Regions from separate parts of the Mus musculus genome. Here region 1 is linked to region 2. The links are chromatin contacts, called in public HiChIP or PLAC-seq maps. All regions are on one chromosome and are shown on one strand. Each heading gives the region's core, a stretch centred on a gene start, on an enhancer-like site or on the middle of the called end of the contact. The rest is flanking DNA. Distances are from core to core; before and after follow the strand shown.

The links. HiChIP or PLAC-seq counts read pairs in DNA pulled down with a chosen protein or histone mark.
Region 1: a contact with region 2 is called in an H3K27ac HiChIP or PLAC-seq map of double positive thymocytes, with 3 times the contacts expected there. The contact joins two enhancer-like sites. A contact is called at or near these places in 1 of 39 promoter capture datasets (pre-B cells), 2 of 115 datasets of contacts at active chromatin or transcription factors (double positive thymocytes and large pre-B cells) and 1 of 9 other capture datasets (embryonic stem cells).

What each region holds. Positions count from the first base shown.
Region 1 is chr13:17,430,950-17,434,924 of GRCm38.p6, reverse strand. The region is part of intron 9 of Sugct (succinyl-CoA glutarate-CoA transferase); the gene reads left to right. Among named protein-coding and RNA genes, the nearest start is that of Gm24873, 7.9 kb to the left of the region's middle. Within about 2 kb of position 2,249, at least 11 of the 459 cell types and tissues checked have an H3K27ac peak or open chromatin away from gene starts, as enhancers often do. A contact at or near this core is called in double positive thymocytes, where this site is marked.
Region 2 is chr13:17,183,875-17,187,892 of GRCm38.p6, reverse strand. All of the region lies in intron 12 of Sugct (succinyl-CoA glutarate-CoA transferase), which reads left to right. Among named protein-coding and RNA genes, the nearest start is that of Gm25020, 20 kb to the left of the region's middle. Within about 2 kb of position 2,307, at least 74 of the 459 cell types and tissues checked have an H3K27ac peak or open chromatin away from gene starts, as enhancers often do. A contact at or near this core is called in double positive thymocytes, where this site is marked.

The sequences.
Region 1 (3,975 bases), core at 1,000-3,499, 250 kb before region 2:
TAGATTGAAATAGAGGTTCTACTGCTTGTAAAACGTATTTGTTCCAGGTTAATAATTTTGTAATAAGACAGGACTGGAAAGTGGTTTTCATGCATGTTTGTATGTTTTAGAGATTACAGAATGGTCTCCTTCTTTGTTGGAAATTGGTTGTAGGCCATAGGCTGGTAGAACTAGAAACTAAGTCTACTCTAGAGCAGAGGGAGACTTTGGTAAGAGGAGTCATGTATGGCCTGCAGGGCTCCTCTGGGGAGGAGAGATTAATTTACTGTTAAGAGACTAGGCTGTGGTGTCTGTGACCCCTCGGGCTCTTTCACAAGAGTCTCTGAGCTCTGCCTGATCTTTGGCTGTGGGTCTCTGCATCTGTTTTTCTCTGCCACTGGATGAAGCCTCCTAGGAAACAATTATGCTAGGCTCCTGCATGCAAGCTTAGTAGAGTATCATTAAAAGTGTCAGAAGTTGGCTCTCTCCTATGGAATGTGTCTCAAGTTGGACCAGTCATTAGTTGGCCATTCCCTCAATCTCTGCTTCATTTTTATCCCTGTGCATCTTGTAGGCAGGACAAATTTTGGGCTTGGCTACAGGAGGTGGCCACTTCACTCTCCATTGCCCCAGCTTCTAGGAGTCTCAGATAGGGTCAACCCCATAGACTTCTGGAAGCCTCCTCCATTCCACATCTCCCACTAGTCCCAGAGATGCCCCACACAGATTTCTGTTCTCTCTCTCAGCCTTCTCCCACACCCCTCCGCACAGCTGATCCCCATTCCCATTCCCTGTCTCACTCCTTCTTCTACCCAGGTCCCTCTCTCCATCTGCCTCTGATATCTATTTTATTTCCCTTTCTGAGTGAGATTCAAGCTTCCTACCTTGGGCACTCCTTATTACTTAGTTTATTTTGGGTCTGTAGATTGTATCATGGTTATCCTGTACTTTATGGCTAATGTCCATTTATAAGTGAATACATACCATGTGTGCATTTCTGGGTTTGGGTTACCTCACTGAGAATGATATTTTCTACTTCCATCTATTTGCCTTCAAATTTCATGATGTTGTTGTTTTTAATAGTATTCCATTGTGTATATGTACCACATTTTCTTTATCCATTCTTCAGTTGAAGGACATCTAAGTTGGTTCCAGTTTCTGGCTATTACCACAAAAAGGTCTACACAGTTAATTAACCTGGGCCCATGATAGCTCACAGAGACTGAACCACCAACTAAAGATCATGCAGTGGCTCCACTTAGGACTCTCACAATTTCTAGCAGATGTGTGGGTGCCCTAACAACTGGAACAGGGGCAGTCTTTAATTCTGTTGCCCTCCAGTGGATCTCTTTCCTCTAGCTGAATTGCCTGCACAGGCTTCAGTTGGAGAGGATATTAGTCCTGCTGGGACTGATGTCCTGGGTCAGGGTAGTACCTAAGGGGGCTTCCCCTTCTCTGAGTAGAATGTGATGGAGCAATAGGAGGAGGAATTTGTGAGGGTAGCACAGGGGCCTGCAATAGGGATGTAAAGTGAATAAATGACAACATCATTTTGCTAACTTCAAAATAACAAAAAAAATACTAGACTGATAATTCTGTGTAGAGGTCAAGGTTCTTTAGAATAAGTCACACAGTTCTGGATTTGGGCAGCAGTTGGAGTTTCTGTAGTTATGCTTCTTAGAAGTTCTTAGAAATAAACCCAGAAAAATGTATTAAAATTCTGAATAGGTTTGTTACCTTACCATGGTGGATCCCTATTCAAAAACGAATTAACTTGAGTAGTGGGAGAAAAATTGAGCTCTGAAACAAGTAAAAATTAATACTAAAATTCAGTTAGGGTCTAGCTGTATATATAGTTCAGTGGCAGAATGTTTCTTTCTACGTTCATGGACTCTAGTTCCATCCCCAGTATTGCAAACCAAAAGTCTACAAGGGGTGTTTGCAATGAAAGGGAATATATATTGTATTCAGTGCTGAAGTGAATATGTATTGGAGACCTGAGCAGACAGGGAACAGCATTTATGCTGCTGAGCGGGGCTATGAAGTCGGAACACTGACAGAGTCAAGGGTCCCTTTGACCCACTTGTCTTCTGAGGGTAGGAACAGATGTGAGCTCTCTTGGGACATGGCTCCAATGAGAGGTCTAGGAATGGCAGCAGGGGTATCATCTGCGTGTTTGTTAGATGTGACAGGCTCTGGTTCACTCTTCCAGCAGAGATTCACTCTCACATTAGGCTTTGGGAATCCTTGCTCTAATTTGAATCCCCCCTTAGTCATTTCAGGAAGAGTCCACTAGATGTCACTCTTGTAACCTGGTAACGGGATTGTAAATTTCAGTTGGGCCTTGCAAGAATTTCCGACCAAGATCTTATTATTAGATGATTTCCACCCCCCTCCCCCTCAGGGCTACTGATATACACACTGATTATTTAAGGTAAAATTACCTTTCTTCTTTGGTTCAAAGTATTCATAGGGATTCCTGGAAACGATTTTCATTTTGTTGAATTACCACTGCTGTTCACTGTCTTCCCCCACCCCACTTTTTGCAGGAGTTGGTCTGTCATTATATAACCTTAGCATGGGGTATGCTGCTAATTCTTTGAGCTGAGAGAGTACTACTCTGGGCTGCACACACTAACATACAGGCTTGATCTCTGTGGAAATTGTTGAGACTAGAAAGGAATGAAGGCTGGACTGTGGAAATAGCATCAACCTGGGATGTGCTTGCTGGAGGAAGTGCCAGCCTTTCTGCGATCTTGGAATGTCTCTAGGGTAGTTTTATAAAGAAGACTATGTCTTCCCAGGAAAAAAAGTTTAACTATAATCTTGTAGGGAGTTAGTTTCAACCATGGAATGAATGTAAGCACATTTGCAGGTACAGTAACATCCTGAGGGAGATTTTATATTTTGAGAGATGTATCAGGTGCTTATGAAAGGACCTGTTAACAGCTGGTTAGGTCTGCATGTTAGAAAAGACAGTTGGACAGATTAAAGACCATGCTTTAGAAAAGCCCAGCCTGAGAAAGCTAGTTTCTTGAAATAAAACAACTACTTGCGCAGTTCTTCCTTAGTCTGATGTGGGTTTTCATCTGTTGCAACAAATGTAGCGGAAAAAGGAATAAAGTAACAGGTGTGTGTATATCTGACTGTGTTTCCTGAGCCTGTGTATTTCCTTTTATGGAGGGAGGGGCGCCTGATTTGTAACATGCATCGCTAAATGAATGAAAATGTTTACTCTAATTAATTTCAGCAAAGAAAAATGCCTATCCACCGGAAAGCAATATAGCTTTAGCTTAAATGCGATCGTCGTTTGTTGGGAAGGCAGTTGGGATGTTTCCTTCAAACTTTAAGATTCCTTCCTAGGTTGTTTATTAGGACTTGATCAATGGGAAAGGAATTAATTTTACAATATTTTTCCTAAAATAATTTTTTATGTTTTCAAAGCAGTACTTAAGTTGCAGAAAACATCCCTAAAATGGTTGTTTCCAATTGTAGCCACCATGAGAACTTTTACTCCTGTGAAGATATGGTTTTAGTTGACCATCCTCTTTCCAGTTGAATATTGCCCATCATTTCCTTTTGATTGTTACTCCTGAGGCACACAGCCGCCAAGGATAGCATCATATGAGGACGTGCTGTTTGGCTTGTAGCAGGGGCTTGGGAATTAAGTCCTTTGAAGCACTGATTCATTCTGCAGAAGATCTTCATTTATTTAATAGTTGAAAATACTGTCTGCCTCAGGGTTGTGGTGATGAATTGGCACATCAGTGTGTTGAATGTCTGTAGCATAGTGTCTGGTGTCTACTGTGTGTTTAGTATAAATACTATGTACCAAGGTACTTAACGGTACCTTTTAAAGTCATTTCTGTACCTACCCCAGCCACAGACCTATAGTTACTTGCATTTTTCAGCTGTTACAACAGCTCAACAACTGTGACAGAAGCCCCTGTTCTAATAATATACCTTTACCAAAGAGCTCCAGAATATGCATAAGTC
Region 2 (4,018 bases), core at 1,058-3,557:
TTTATTTCATGTTTGTGTTTTTCAGAGAGTTTGGGGTTCACAGACAGTTGAGAAAGCCCTGTACCACACATCTGCTTCTCTATTCTCAAGAGCTCCACTAGAATGGTGCATGTGTTGCCACCAGGGAGCCTACACTGACCCATTTCTGCATCCTAAGGCCGTAGTTCATATTACCATTCATTTTCTGTGTGTGTGTGTTGTGATTCCATGTGTTTTGACTAATGCACAGTGATGTGTGTGTACCATTGTAGTTTCACATAAAATCATTTTACCCTTATAAAATTCTTAATATGCTTTCTATGTATTCTTTCTTTACTTGAGCTCCATCATGTCTTTTCTCTATTTCATGAGGGGAAAAACATATTTTTATATCTAATTATGAGAAAATATGAGATAATTAATTCAAGATGTTACTAAAACTTACTATCAGTTGTTAGAATATTTTCATGGAAATAGACTAAAACCTGATGAAATCACTAGGTAGTTTTGAGGTTTGATAAATTGCTTATAATAAATTGTACATGGGTAAAAGTTATCAACATTCTACCAACTGATATATATATATATATATAATTTCATGTAAATTATTGTTATTATAGATTATTGTAGTAACAATATGTAAATGATTCATATAAATAGTCTATAATATAACTCAGATCAAATTATTTTGGGTTTGTAACCATTATGCTTGCATATGTGTGATATTCTGGGAGGAATTATTTCATTTAAGTGATAGAGTGAATACGGCACTTGGACAACAACATTGACTGTTACTTCCTTATTTGGACTTTTACTTAATCTTACTTGATCTGATGAGCTGGACTTTCTGTATGATTGATGAATGAGTTATGAAGTGACAATATTAAAAATAGGATTCTTGTGATAAGAATAAACATTAACAAGAATTAAAATGATGACTGAATTGAAATTGACTATGAAATTAGAGCAAGCATTTTAGAAAGGCAACTGTTTGTATGAAGCCCATTCCAGGCCGACTCAGGAAACTACGGCATGTGTGATTCTGCTCAAGCTCTTCACTAGGTTTTCTCACAGTTTCTCACAGAAGTGAACTGCTGACTGTCTCACTTGATGTCTTTAAAAGGTTCCACAGTCTTGTTATGGCCCTTTCCTGCCTTCATTCTTTCCTGTCTTCTTTTCTCTGGACCACATGGAAGCATGCTCATGGCCTCTGTCTGTCTGTAGCCCACATCTCTGTATATACGTGATCTGTGACCTCTCTCAGTACCTCTAAGGCCTCTGCACTCAAGATAGGAATGCTCTTTGCCTACAAGCTTCTCTTCAGATCCTTCCCTAATTGCTTTTTTGGAAAATTTGTATTTTGATTACATTCTTAGTAAGGGTTTCAGCTTTGGGGTTAAAATTCTGCTTTTTATTATAAAGGAGTTAATGGAATTTTTGTTGAAAGTAAAGTTTTATTTATCTTCCTTTGGGATAGCCTGTCTCTGAAGGGAGAGAACTGACTCCTGCTGACTATGTCAGGAACAATATCATTCCTATAAACATCCCAACCTGTACCCACGTATAACTAGAAACCATTTTTAAGAAGTGGTTTAGTTAAATCACTAAAAAACAATCCAAAATAGAAAGAGAAATAAATATAGGTTGTGTTTGGTCACAATAAATATGGACAGTCCAGGCTGATCCATTCATTCTACGAACTCCAGAGGACACCATATGTGCTTGGTTTGTTGGTGGGAGGATGCCACAATTAGGCTTAGTTCAAAAAGTAGCTCTCTTGTTAGAGAGACAAACAGAAATGTGGTGACTGAAGCTGATTTCTGTTTATATGTGACTGATTGGGAGGAGAGAGAGAGAGAAGGGTGTGTGTGTGTTGCGAATGCAGATTCTGACTGCTTTAGGAGTATAGGAGCCTGGCCTGAGGCCATGATTCTCAGATAGCCAGGACAGTACAACAGGAATCATGAGATAAATAAACTTTTAGGGATCAGAATTACACCAAACTTGCGAGCTGAGGGAAGTCCTGCTAAACTCAGTCACAGAGCCTGTCAGAGTCACCATGCTGGTGACCTTTCTCTAACTTGAAGGATCCAGATTTTTTTAGAGAACCAAAGAATCTATGGGGTGCTGGAGAATCTCACTGGAAAGGTCATAGGCTGATATTCCCTAAGTCCTGTGACACTTTACCTTAACAACGTGACAGCAAAACAGGGACATCTGTTTCTGCGTGACTGCGGTGCGAACACATCGAAAAGGACAGGTTGGGGTTTAGTGCAGCCGGTGACTTGGGACAGATTTCATATGGAGAGAATTCCACTCTGTGTTTCTGAAGTCAAGAAAAAGAGGAAGTGCTTTTATGGCTGTGGCATAGGAGGCCCCTCTGCCCTTGATAGCGCTTTCTTTTTCTAATTTGTAACCATTTCCTGGCTGGCGTTCCGTTGCATGCTTTTTTCATCAGTTACTCAATGCTTCCATCAGTTAATGGCCTGACTGCACTCGGTGAGCCTGCAAGCAAGGTCTCCGCACCTGGGCTCCTCCTGCTAATACATCACACAGGGCCTGCTGAGGGCCTGGGAGGCCAGCTGGAACAGCTCAGCCCTATGCTCATCCGTCATGATTACCTCGCTTTAGGGGCTTGTCTAGCTTACTCCACTTGTTTCCTTTGTCAGCATGACTAAGATCAAAGTGCAAGAAGGATACTGAGATGATAACCTAGAACTTTGCCCAAACGGGGGCTATGATCTGGGCAACATCTTCCATCGCACTTCCCCTAAAGGCAAGGAAGGAAGGGACAAATTATGTTTAAGTATAGCTTTTCTTACACGGCCTCCTCTTAACTAACTCCACTTCGATTTGTTTCCTGAAGCCATCAGAGTTGTATTAATCAATTGGTTCAGGGATTTGAGATTTCCTGACCTAATCACAGGATTTGGGAAATCCTGATTTCTGTTTATGTGAAGCTGTGGTTGTGATTGCTGACTTTGTACCTGTTTGACCTCACCTTGTTTAGTCAGGATTCTGGCTTTAAGATGGTTCTAGCCATTCTGAAAAAGTGGGAAAGAATGTCTTAGGAACACCTGGAATTGTTGGTTTGTTCATTTCAGAACCCCTCTGTGGTAGGTGTGAATGCCACCCGACATCTGTGCACTGGCAGTTGCTTTGTCCCAGCTTTTAGTGTGTGGAGAATTTTAAAGACTGTTGTTCTGGGGTTACTAATGAATGTTTTCAGGTTTGTTGAACTTATCAGTATCTATTGCTTTCTCTTAAATGCCTCTTGTTTTCTTCTTCATGTACCTCTAGGTTTTCTCTTGTATGTTCTGCTTATGCATAGTTCTTTATTTAAACCTTCTAATAGAATTTCCTCATCTAAAAATCCATCTCTCCTACCCACTCTGCACTCCTTGACAGGGTAATTTACCCAAACTGCAAGTTCTATTTCTATTCCCAGGAGTAAGGACTTATCAACTTGACTTAAAATGCTGCCCCCATGTATTACATGGTCATAACTAGTCCACAGAGCCTGTCCCACAAAACTGCATTATTTCATAAGTCATGCTATTGGATGTTCCTTGTCTCTTCATTCTCAACAATTTCACTGTGGGAAAATATTATTTATTATTTCAAACTATGGTAGCTCTTAGTTCTCCTTTCTTGTCTGTTGCCATAGACAACTAGCCAGTCTTCTTATGAGGCAAGGTACATACTGAAGAGGTCAGCTCAGGGCATTTGGAAAATTCCACTAGACCCCTCCCTCCTGGAAGAGAAAGGTCATGGAGCATTAGGCACCCCTCCCCTCTAGAAGGGAGAGGCTTAATTACATTCCTCAGACCACAGAGGGTTGGGGGGACTGACCATTGGCCACCTGCAAGTGGGGGAAGCCCAGAACCTGTAGACACATTGTGGACCAACCATTGGCCACCTACAGATAAGGGAAGTCTTAACACCTCATTCCCTAAAGACCAATCAGTTTAAAAGTCACACTATTCTGCCAATCATATTGTGCCTAATGGCTGCTGCTCTGAAAACTGTATAAAAACTC